3 separate regions of the Sus scrofa genome follow, and all the other regions are linked to region 1. A link is a contact called in public Hi-C data. All regions are on one chromosome and are shown on one strand. The core of a region is the stretch at or near the end of the contact, and the rest is flanking DNA. Distances in the headings are between cores, read along the strand shown.

Evidence for each region. A called contact is a pair of places that touch in the nucleus more often than the background predicts.
Region 2: a contact with region 1 is called in a Hi-C map of skeletal muscle, with 8 times the contacts expected there. The contact joins two enhancer-like sites. A contact is called at or near these places in 3 of 5 promoter capture datasets (fetal liver, fetal skeletal muscle and liver), 20 of 47 Hi-C or Micro-C datasets (alveolar macrophages, blood, brain and 12 more) and 2 of 2 datasets of contacts at active chromatin or transcription factors (alveolar macrophages and skeletal muscle).
Region 3: a contact with region 1 is called in a Hi-C map of retroperitoneal adipose tissue, with 2.0 times the contacts expected there. The contact joins two enhancer-like sites. A contact is called at or near these places in 7 of 47 Hi-C or Micro-C datasets (alveolar macrophages, embryonic fibroblasts, mesenteric adipose tissue and 4 more).

Annotation. Positions count from the first base shown.
Region 1 is chr6:9,520,752-9,524,301 of Sscrofa11.1, forward strand. The region is part of intron 8 of WWOX (WW domain-containing oxidoreductase); the gene reads right to left. Among named protein-coding and RNA genes, the nearest start is that of WWOX, 350 kb to the right of the region's middle. Within about 2 kb of position 2,165, at least 14 of the 83 cell types and tissues checked have an H3K27ac peak or open chromatin away from gene starts, as enhancers often do. A contact at or near this core is called in omental adipose tissue, retroperitoneal adipose tissue and skeletal muscle, where this site is marked.
Region 2 is chr6:8,473,757-8,477,250 of Sscrofa11.1, forward strand. All of the region lies in intron 1 of MAF (transcription factor Maf), which reads left to right. Among named protein-coding and RNA genes, the nearest start is that of MAF, 6.8 kb to the left of the region's middle. Within about 2 kb of position 1,680, at least 19 of the 83 cell types and tissues checked have an H3K27ac peak or open chromatin away from gene starts, as enhancers often do. A contact at or near this core is called in omental adipose tissue, retroperitoneal adipose tissue and skeletal muscle, where this site is marked.
Region 3 is chr6:7,719,464-7,722,556 of Sscrofa11.1, forward strand. No RefSeq gene overlaps it. Among named protein-coding and RNA genes, the nearest start is that of DYNLRB2, 60 kb to the left of the region's middle. Within about 2 kb of position 1,383, at least 3 of the 83 cell types and tissues checked have an H3K27ac peak or open chromatin away from gene starts, as enhancers often do. A contact at or near this core is called in retroperitoneal adipose tissue, where this site is marked.

The DNA of each region.
Region 1 (3,550 bases), core at 915-3,414:
TTGAGCTGCCAACGGCGCCAACTGTGCACGAGTGTATGAGCATGGGCGCATGTGTGCATGGGGAAAGCACACATGTGTACACACACACACCAGATTCTGCTGGTAAAACCACCTCCTTGTGTTGCTCAAGAGGGAGGTGGTTTTGAGCACAGCTGGGGGATCCACGATCACAACATAACAGCAGCAGATAATGAAATATCCGTGCTCCTGGAAAGGGTGGTGGGTTTGACAAAGACAAAGGAGGTGGAAGGAATACCATTCGCCCCTGCTGCCTGGGAACCAAAGCAAGGGGATGGCTCCATGGAGGGAGACCTGACACAGGGAAGGCATGAACCAGCACCCACCCAGCATCCCCGCCTCAGTCCACCAACTCGACTCCCACCCAGCATGCCCACGCCCATCCAGCACCCCTGCCCCTGCCCAGCATCCCTGGCTCCTGCTCCTGATTAAGCAAGGTGGGATGCAGAAACATCAGTCAAGATGGGACAGCCAGACGGTGCTTCCCCCGCTACATATTATAATTCAGATGTCTTCGCAAACAGTCCAGGGCATGAATCAAGAAGCACAGTGCTGATTTGGCTGGAGACAGCCCCAAGACACTTCTCAAAGGGTGGCGGGGGTGGGGACAGTACGTGGGTGACATTGATGCTGCCTGCTGTTTCTTCAAGGATAAGATGCCTGACAGGACATGCTGTGGGCTTCTCCACATGTCTTTTCAAAACATAAAAACACAGACGGCTTTTTTATGGACAAACCGGACTACAAGTACTCCAAAGTGTTCCCTAGAAATGCCAGAGCTGTAAAATATCTGTGAGATATAAAATAGAGCATCCTACAGCTTGTCAGTAACCCGGTTTTGTTTGTTTCCCTTTTCCTTTTTATTTTTATCCCCGAGGGTCAGTTGCTGAAAATAAACATCGATGTTTCCTAGGCACGATTTACATTTCGAATGTGAAATCTAATCTGCGGTGCTTGGCCAGAAAGAAACATTTATATTTATGTATCGCTGTTAATCTTGCCTTTAAAGACGGGGTCGACACACAGAGATGGCTTGCACCGTCTCTGCCACATACCCCACGTTCTGACTCTCCCTCCTCTGCTCTCCGGCTCGCTGTTGGCGGAACACGAGAGCACTCTCAGGGCTAACATTTTATTCCAGATAACACTGCCCTTGCTAGAAAGATCCCGCTTCTCCAGTGTTTACAACAACAGCGCAGATTAGAAGGGACTGGCCTGAAGCAAGTGGGGCTTGGCATGAGGCAGGCCTGGGTAAGACACGTTCCTCGCAGAACATCGACGCCGCCCCCGCCCGGCAGCGCAGCAGCCCGGCAGCCAGGCATCAGGCAGGTGCGGGAGAGGGGAAGGCGGCCTCCAGCCTGTGCATCACCACTGGGCAGGCGGTGTACCTGGAGCATTCCGGCTCTGCCATCTGGGGGTGGCGGGCATCTAAAAGGAGGCGGCTCAGGCTCTTTCCTTTTGCCTTTCTCCTTCTCTTGGGTGAGAAGACAGTGCCAGGCTCACACGAGCGCCACTCCTCATCTGAGAGCGGGGCCAAGGCCCTGGGCGCCCTGGCTTCGGAGGCGGGCGCGCCGTAGAGAGTGCGCATGTGGGGGCGCAGGCAGCGCGGCCTTTACGTCTCCGGGGCGGGCGGGGGCCCCGAGTTCTATTTGGAGGAATGTCCCAGCCTTTGGTGTCGTCTTCTCATGTCCACAGGAGCCACTCCCTCCACACGTGAAGCCCATGGCCTCCCTTCCTGGGCAGCCCCTGCTTGGCGAGGGGACTGTCTTCGGGGCACAGGGCCGATCCGATGTCCAGCAGGAAGGCCCGGGCATGCGGGGTGGGGGTAGGGGGTCTGCAAGGGCCCTTCGCCCTGGATCCCGTCTCTCCCCTGGAGCTCGGCCAAGGAAACGCTGTGCACGGAGCCAAGCGCCGGCTTTTCCCTCCTCCCCCCCAACCCCCGGTCCCCAGGGTCCTCTCCACCCACTCTGTACAAAATCAGTTCATCTGGGTCACTGTTAAGGCCCAGCGCCCGGGCCAGCTGGAAGGAGTTGCCTCTTTTGGGCCAAACGCGTGGAGTTTCTTCCAGCCTCAAGCTAAGGCGTTCCGTGTACCAGGACAGCACCGAGATGCGGCCAGGGCTGGAGGAGCATCTGCCAGCCAGACTGGCCTGCAGTCTCCAGGCTGGGAGCGAGCCGGAAGCCTCAGTTTCTGGTGAGGCTCCTTGGCCGGGAGAGGCTGGGCCTGGGGATTCCAGTTCTCTGAAACCCAGGAGGAACTGAGGTTCCGGTGTGGGGCCAGGCTGTCCTGCTTGCCAGGGCCAAATCTGGGTCCTAGCCCAGGAAAAAAAAAAAAAAAAAAAAAAAGATGATTTTCATAGAGAAACAGATTCGCTTTATTTGCTTTGGTTTCTTCCAACTCAGAAGTGACCTGAGTACTGCTGGGAGGGCCCTGGGGGGGGGGGGGGGAGGACCCTGACTTTATTCTCAAAACTAGGCTGGTTAAATAAGGCATTGTCAGGCCAGAAGCTGCCTGGACTCTTGGCAAGTGTATTAACTCAGTATGAAATAATATAAACAGAAAAGAACAATATTCCCTGTTTTCTCACTCCAGGCATTTGAGAGGCTGGGAATCAGTATTCATTTGGAATGGGCCAAGATCTTTGAAAAATAAGTTTTGTGGACTTAAAAGATCTTTCGACTTGAAGTTCTGAAGTGTGGGGGCTGCCTCGTGTGAAGGTTCCAAATGGCATCTATTGTGCTTTGGGGACTCGGAAACACTCAAGAATAAAAGTCCTTCGTGGCGGGAATGGATTGAAATATACCATGTGTCTCTTTTGAGGCATGAAAACATACACATAACCAGATACAAAAACACACACATTTATACATTCTTCTGGGGGCCCCGTAACTCTTCCCAGTTATTCTTCATGTTGATTCATGTCTGTTTGGTTTCTAAACTGTTCAGTTTAAGACCTCGAATTGAGATGGTCTAGAAAGTAAAAAATCCAGCTGTGCTTGCTGCAGAGGCCCCCAGCGTGAACACACAGGCTCGGACGTGGAGGGGGTGTTTCAGGGAGTGGGGGACCCCGCCAGCCCCAGGCAAGCCTCACTCCTGCCACGTGGAAACTAGAATTGATTCTTCAATTCTCCCCGACTCCCAGAGATGTTCTGTGCAGGAGCTGAGTCCTGGTTCATACATTCTGGGTGCAGGAGGAAGAAGAGAGAGAGAGAGAGCATTGCTGAAATACTGCCACTCCGATCCCCACTCCTGGGACCAGGCAGGCTTTTGAACATTTACAAAACAATGAATCAGCACACATCTTCCAGGCCAGATGAGCCTGGGGAGAAAAGTGTGAAGAGGAACTGGGAGAAATACTTGAAATTGTGGACAGAGACACTTTAAAAAGCCAAAATGGAGAAATGCATTCCATCCAAGAGAACCACCATCTTGCTGAAAATTACTGGCTCGTAAGATAATTTACTTTACATTGGTTAATCTTAGAGAGTACGTTTTTCCTAGGATTTTCCTAAAGGAAGACAATCTCCTTGAG
Region 2 (3,494 bases), core at 430-2,929, 1.0 Mb before region 1:
AGCCTCCCCCTGCAGCAGCAGAAATGGGAAGATAGCCCTTAAAAAGAAAGGTCAGCTCCGATGCAGGATTTTAGGCGAACACAGTCTCAGAATGAGAGTGAGATTCAGGATAGAGTTATCCCAGTTAACTCCTGAGGAATGCCACTTGGGAGAAAAATACAGTGGTACAACAATTAAGCATTTTAATAGGCCCTTCAAAGGCAGTTCAATCTAATACGTAGATTTTGGCCCCAGATATTGGAATGCCAGGTAAAGACGTGCTGGTTAAAATGGGGTTTGGGTGGCTGGCTTTAAGAGAAGGTTAACTAACTCTCCGTGGAAGGCAGTTTGAGAAAGAACCATCACTAAAAACTTTGAAAAAAAAAAAAAATGTAATGTGACTGGTGAACACACATACATGCTTTTTTTTAAACAAAAAATCCTAAATCCTGCCTAAATGCCCTTATGACAAATAAGTCTCTAAATTAAAAAAAAAAAATCATGCAAGGAAATGTAGCATTCCCCTTTATAACTGCATTTGCCTCTTTGTCTAAATAGTGTTAAAATTCCTTTCATTCCAAATACAGAACTGGGCCCACTCACAAGTTGGAGCCATCAGCGGGACACTTAGAGACGAAGGCTTTTCAATGTATAACCGCGGTGCTCATTAACTCTCCTGTCCGAGGGTCCTGGGTACGGATCCGCAGGAACGCACACCAGGGCTTCTGGCTTTACCACGTGCCCGACTGGACAGAGGCGATGGTTTTCCACCTGGACTATAGGTTTGCGAAATCCACTGAAATTTAACAGATACATATGTTGATAGAAAGGGAAGCGTCCCAGAAAGTAACAGCTAGCATTTTTTAAAGCACATGTAGACACGTAACACTCTCAGTAGTACTTTTTCATGCTTCATTGTTTCTCTGGCAGATAATTTTACTAAGAAAACAACAAAACAAAACCCACCTCTTCGACTCCCCCTCCCCACGCAGATGCCAGGGGCAGAAGCTTTCGCAGAGCCAAGCACCCTGGTTTTTCTCTTGGGCCGGAGAGTCCTGTATTTCTCCGTGAGGTCAAGCATGGCCATACATCAGACACAGCTGTAAATGAAACCAGTGTTGCAGGGTTTTTGGGTTTTGTTTTTCCCTTTCCCTTCTCTGCTTTCAGGCACCCACAGCAGTGTCTCACATGTTTCTTTTTTTTCTTCTTTTTTTCCCAAAGCCCTGCACTAATTTTTTAGACTGTATCTGACACATTAATAGGTTGATATCAGAGAGGCAGAGGTTCCACTTCCTGGTCTCGGTGAGGAAACCATGTGAAGAGAGGGTATTTCTCTGAGTCCCTGACACAACCACGCAGGCTTTCAACACACACCATCCCAGTGGGAACCGCTCTGTGTATTTCTGAACGTGCGTGTCTAACCGTCTGATCTTTTCTCCCTTATACCTTCACCCTCGTAGTTTTTATTTAGTGATGGCCATTCGAGATGCTTCTGTTCTTAAAGAGAACCCTCCCCGCCCCCCCGCAACCCACTGCCAAACCACCAGCTTTAAGGCTCAACCCAGTGAACAGTGGGCAACATGGTAGCCACTTCTGTGTACCCGGGGCACAGCTGTCTCAGGAGCCGCATTCCCGGCGTGTCCTTGTCTACAGCGACTCAAGTGGCTTCTGACACCTTCAGAGGTTCCCAAGTATAGTAGAGGGAAGGGTTTTGGTGTCGTCTCTGCTCTTGGTTGAGGCCAGCTCACTTCCCGTCGTCACACAGCCTTGGCTGTACAAAAAAATGCACTCCCCTGGGAGTCTAGGCCAATCAATATATTTAAAAGTCTGCTTGCCACGCAGGTATCACTATTTTTTTTTCTTTTTTTTTTTTTTTTTTTTTTTTTTGCCCATCGGTGGTTAAAGGCTAACTGACATAGGGTGAAAGACTGGGCTCCACGAGTGACAACCTTCAGCCATCTGATTTCTGTGCCACCAAAACGCCCAGCCAAACGCTGGGGCCTTACTTCTATGAACAGGCAGTTAAGAGAGGCTAGGAGGCCAGCTTCACCTGCTTGAGGCGCCTGGTGGGCCAGGCTCCCCCACTGCCTTTTAATTCCATTTGATGTTTTTCTGTTTGCTTGTTTTTTGTTTTTTTTAAATTTTGTTATCCCTCTTCTTTGAAGAAATGTCCTCATTTTGGGGGGGGGGAACCATCTCTACAGTGAGAGGCTAGCATTTTCACCATTTCTGATTATTCCTTGGGAGGCCGAAGGAATCATTTGGAGTCAGTCTTCCCTGTCATTGAGACACAGAAGGGAAACTGGAGGTTGGTTCTCACTCTTGACCCATCTTCGGTTTAAAAGATGCCCCAAGTCTGAAGCTGGGCAGCCAGCAGCCTTCAGGGAGGTGGTCCAGCCGTGCAGCCTCGAATCAGGATGTGTGTGTTTGTTTTGGGCATCTAAACACCGCACAGAAGCCTTCATCCACCTTCTGATAAAACCAATTTCCCCACTTTTGATATAAATCTTCCAAAATCTAGACATCATGAAGGCCCAGAAAAGGGGGAATTCTCTCCAAGCTGGGCCCCACACGGGCTGGCGAACAAACCCACCTCTGCCTGGCATTTTTTTTTTTTTTTCCCCTCCGGCGGGGGTAGGGGACAGGGTGAGAGAATTTCAGTCTCCCAGGCTGTCTCATGATTGTCGGGGCATAAAGAAGTACAGTCCGGCAACAATGTGGGAACATCTTTATCCTTCAGAGAGAGACAAAACAAAAAACAAAGCACATCAAATTGCTCGGCACGAAGGCGTAGCCAAACCCCGGGCTCTGGTTCCCTCTGGCATCTGTGGGAGGTGAGAAATGAGGGAAGCCAGAGAGAATGGTGACCCTGGACCTCAAAGGCGGGAGTCGCCCAGCAGGAGCTCATGCCAGGTGCCAGCGAGATTCCGCGGCCCATTTCAGAGATGTTCACACACGATTCTGTTTTGAAAATAGTTTTAGAGATTGAACCCCAATTAGGAGATCCGGGAAACTGCTCCCGGCTTCCCTTTGGGGCATCGATAAATCTATCAATCTGCGATTTTTTTTTTTTTTTTTTTTTTTTTTTTTTACAGCGGCAACATTTGGGACCAGTTGGAAACGTTAGGCCATATTTCTATAGTCACCGCAATAGGTGTGGTGGCATGGTGACAGTTTTTATTGTTTAAATTCGAAAGCCCGTGGTGTGTTTCCCCTAAGTTTCCCCAAAATAACAAGGCTGAGATAGAAAGATCGCAGCAGTGGCACACAGAAATCACATCTTTCTATGACTGTGCGTCAGAGTTGGACAGTTTTAAGAAATTGACAAAATACATATTCCTCGGAGAGGCTGGGATCAGAATGCACAGTTCTCTCCCCAAATCATAATCATCTCTGAAGCGCCTCTTCCCTCTTCGACAAAATTCATTTTCTTTTCCTGTCTTTTTGTTAAATAACAATTTTTTTCCCCTATAATTAGGACTTTGGATTGCAAAATCGCATTCTTCCTTTCTCCA
Region 3 (3,093 bases), core at 133-2,632, 1.8 Mb before region 1:
AAGGAGAGCACGCGCATTTGTTTTACTCCTCTTCGAGGGCTGCTTTGCACGCGGCAAGGGCAGAGGTGAGTAACTGGGACAGATACCTTCTGGCCCACACAGCCTACGACGGTCACTCTGACTTATTCCCCAAAAAAGTCTGCTGGCCTCGGACGGAGGCAGTTCGTGGATATGGGGGTGGGGCCACATCTCTGCCCCGAGGGTCCTCTGACCGCGCTGCAGTTCTGAGGACGAATCTGCCGGGGACTGCGGTACCTATGTCCCCTCGAGAGTGTGTGTGCACACTTACGTGTATGTGTGTGTGATGCACGGGGGTGCGCCTGGGTGCAGGGGGTCCCGCGGGTTGTACAGGGGCCTGGGAACAGTGGTTAGCCGAGGCGGCATTTTATGTTCCTTTCTAACTGTGTGTCTGTTTTTGAACCTTTATGCAATCACGGTATGCTGGTTATACAACAAAAACAATGGCAAATTCCTTCCTTCTTGTGTCGCCGAATTTCCCCTGCCTGGTTTGTGATGGTGAAGTCACGACCCCGCAGGGGAATGGGGCAGGCGCGGTGCCCCTCGTGGTGGGGACTCAGGAGGCCTGTGTGATACGTGCCTATGGTCACAGCTCCCCATGGACACTGGGCTGTTATCATGGTCTTTTTGGCACTGAAACAAAACAATAAAATAAGTATATTTGTATAGACACACGGAATTATTTTTCCCTACCTCCCTTTTCTGTGCTCTCTTTCTCTTATTATTTTGGTCAGAGTCATAATGCACACAGAAGGTTTTATACAAACCAAATAATGCCTTTGTATTTGGACTCGTTCTTTTTCTTAGAGAGGCAGTATTTTTGAGCACCTGCTCCATGCCGGCTGTCCTGATGGGAGAGACCCCCCCCCATACACCTTCAGGTCCCCCAGATTTATCCCTTGCTCATGTTTTGTCACATCCTCCCTTCCTCACCACGGGGCGGCCACCCCCTTCTTCTCCGGATAGAATCCTCATTATCGCTCTAAACCAGGCTCGAGGTTTTCTCCTCTCCCTGGAGTCCTTGTCCCTGAAGCCAGCTGCACTGGGGCAGACGCCATCCGTCCACGGTGAGCTCTGTCGCTTCCTCTGTGCCTCCCCCTGCACCGGCCCCTCGGTAGGAGCGCTGTTCCTGGACGGAGGCCTTCTGGTCCTGGGTTCAGTGCCTCCCGGTGCGCTGCCTCCGTGGTCAGCACAAGGGCCCTCGATGAGGTCCTCACTGCCTGCCAGGTTGGAGAGTCGCAGAGACGTGCCGGCGTCACAGGTCCCAGCGGGGCTGAGGCTGGAAGCGGCTCCGGCTCCCTGGGGAGCTTGCGGGTTTGCCTGTTGGGCCGTCTTCTGTCTGGTGCAGAACTGAGCGAGCGAGGGGGAGAGTAGGGAAGGCTGGAGGGGCTGATCCAGGCGGGTTCGGAGGCCCCGAGGACGAGGCAGTGCGGTGGGCTCTCACTGAAGGACTAGGCCTGGGGACAGCGCGGCTGCCCACAGGGCCCTGGGCGGAGGGGCAGAGTCGGGCACCTGGGAGGGGTCGGCAAACAGAGCAATTGCTTACGCTTCGTTTTCAAATGAAAGTAAAAAAGCAGTTGTTGTTATTGTTTAATCCGGAAATTGACTGAGAAAAAAGAGCCTCGAGTCCTCCAGTTCTGAGTTCTGAGGCAGGGCTGCTGTTCCCTCGTGTTGGTGGCGGGGACGTGGACCCGCATCCTGGCGGGGACTCCAGGGTCTCAGGAAGCTCCACCCACCCCGTCTTCCAGGGCAGGGCACCCCGAATGGCCACAGGCCCTGGGCAGGGCCGGTCTTCCCCAGGTTCCACTGTCACCCAGGACATGGAAGAGTCCCCATTCCGGTTCGGAGTCTCTTGGAAGGAGCCCTGGCCTCGTCCTCCCCTCTCCTTGCCCCCAGGACCCGGTCCTCTCCGGGTCCTCTTTTATCAGCCCGGGCGCCTGTGAGGCCGCTGGGTGGGATTCTGGAACGAAGTCCCCCGTGGAAGGGGAGCCTTGCTCCGCTCCTCCCCTCCCGGCACTGGCGGAATGGGAGTTTCTGTGGACCACGTGCTGCTTTTTCCTGGCAGTGTATTTGGACCTGTCTCCATTCACCTTTCTTCAGAAAGTGGGCAGCTGCTGCCCTTGGGGCCCTGTGGCCGGGCACACAGACCTGTGCGCTGAGCCAGGCGTCTGGAAGAAGCAGGCTCCCCAGATTTCGGCTCTGTGTGTCTGGAAAACTGAGCCACTCAGGTGGCACCTTGCATGTCCCTCGTTCGGTCACCCTCTCATGTCATGGAAGGGGACACTGAGGCCCAGAGAGGGGCCGCTTGGCCAGATCTCCCGGGACACTGCTGGCAGGTGCGGTGTTAGAATCATCGCCTCCATGTCCAAGGCCATTCCCTCCCCATCCTTTCTCCGTGTGTCCCTCTGGCAAATATTTTTCTTTCAGGTCTAAACCCAGTGAGTGGAGCTGCAGGGTCCAAGCATTCTGGGGTCGGGTGCTTTTCTGGTTAATTTTGGTGCGGAGTTGCACGGAATGCTGCAGAGCCGGCCGGACTCTAGTACATCCCCCAGATGCGGGATGCGGGGCATGGGTTTGGAGCCAGGGCCGACGTGGGTGCGAGTGTCAGCCCAGCCACCGAGGAGTGTTGGGCCGGGCCAGGCCGCTTCTCCTGTCTGACATCCAATTTCCCATCAGGACGTTGAGGCTCATGGCGCCTTCCTCATCCGCGGGTCGCAAGGCGTGAGGGAGAGAGTGTGGGAGATGCTGGCGCCCCGTGTCGGCTCCCTGGCAGGATCCGAGGCAGGGTCACCTTGGGTGGGGGTGTGGCCAGGTGCTAGAGGAGGGGGAAGGGCGTGTTTGTGGAGTGTCTGTTGTGTGCCAGCCCACATGCTTCTAGAACCATCATGTAAGTGACCATGGGATGTTCTTCGCAGGAGAAGTAAAATCTCCCTCTGAAAGCTCTTCTGTCTGGCCGCTGGTGTTCACACGTGGAGTCCTTGAGGATGTTGAAGCAGGCCTTGAATTGAGTCCCTGGTGCATGTCCCCACCCCAACCAGATTCTAGGTGGTGGAGGCAAGAGGGGCTGCTTAATGG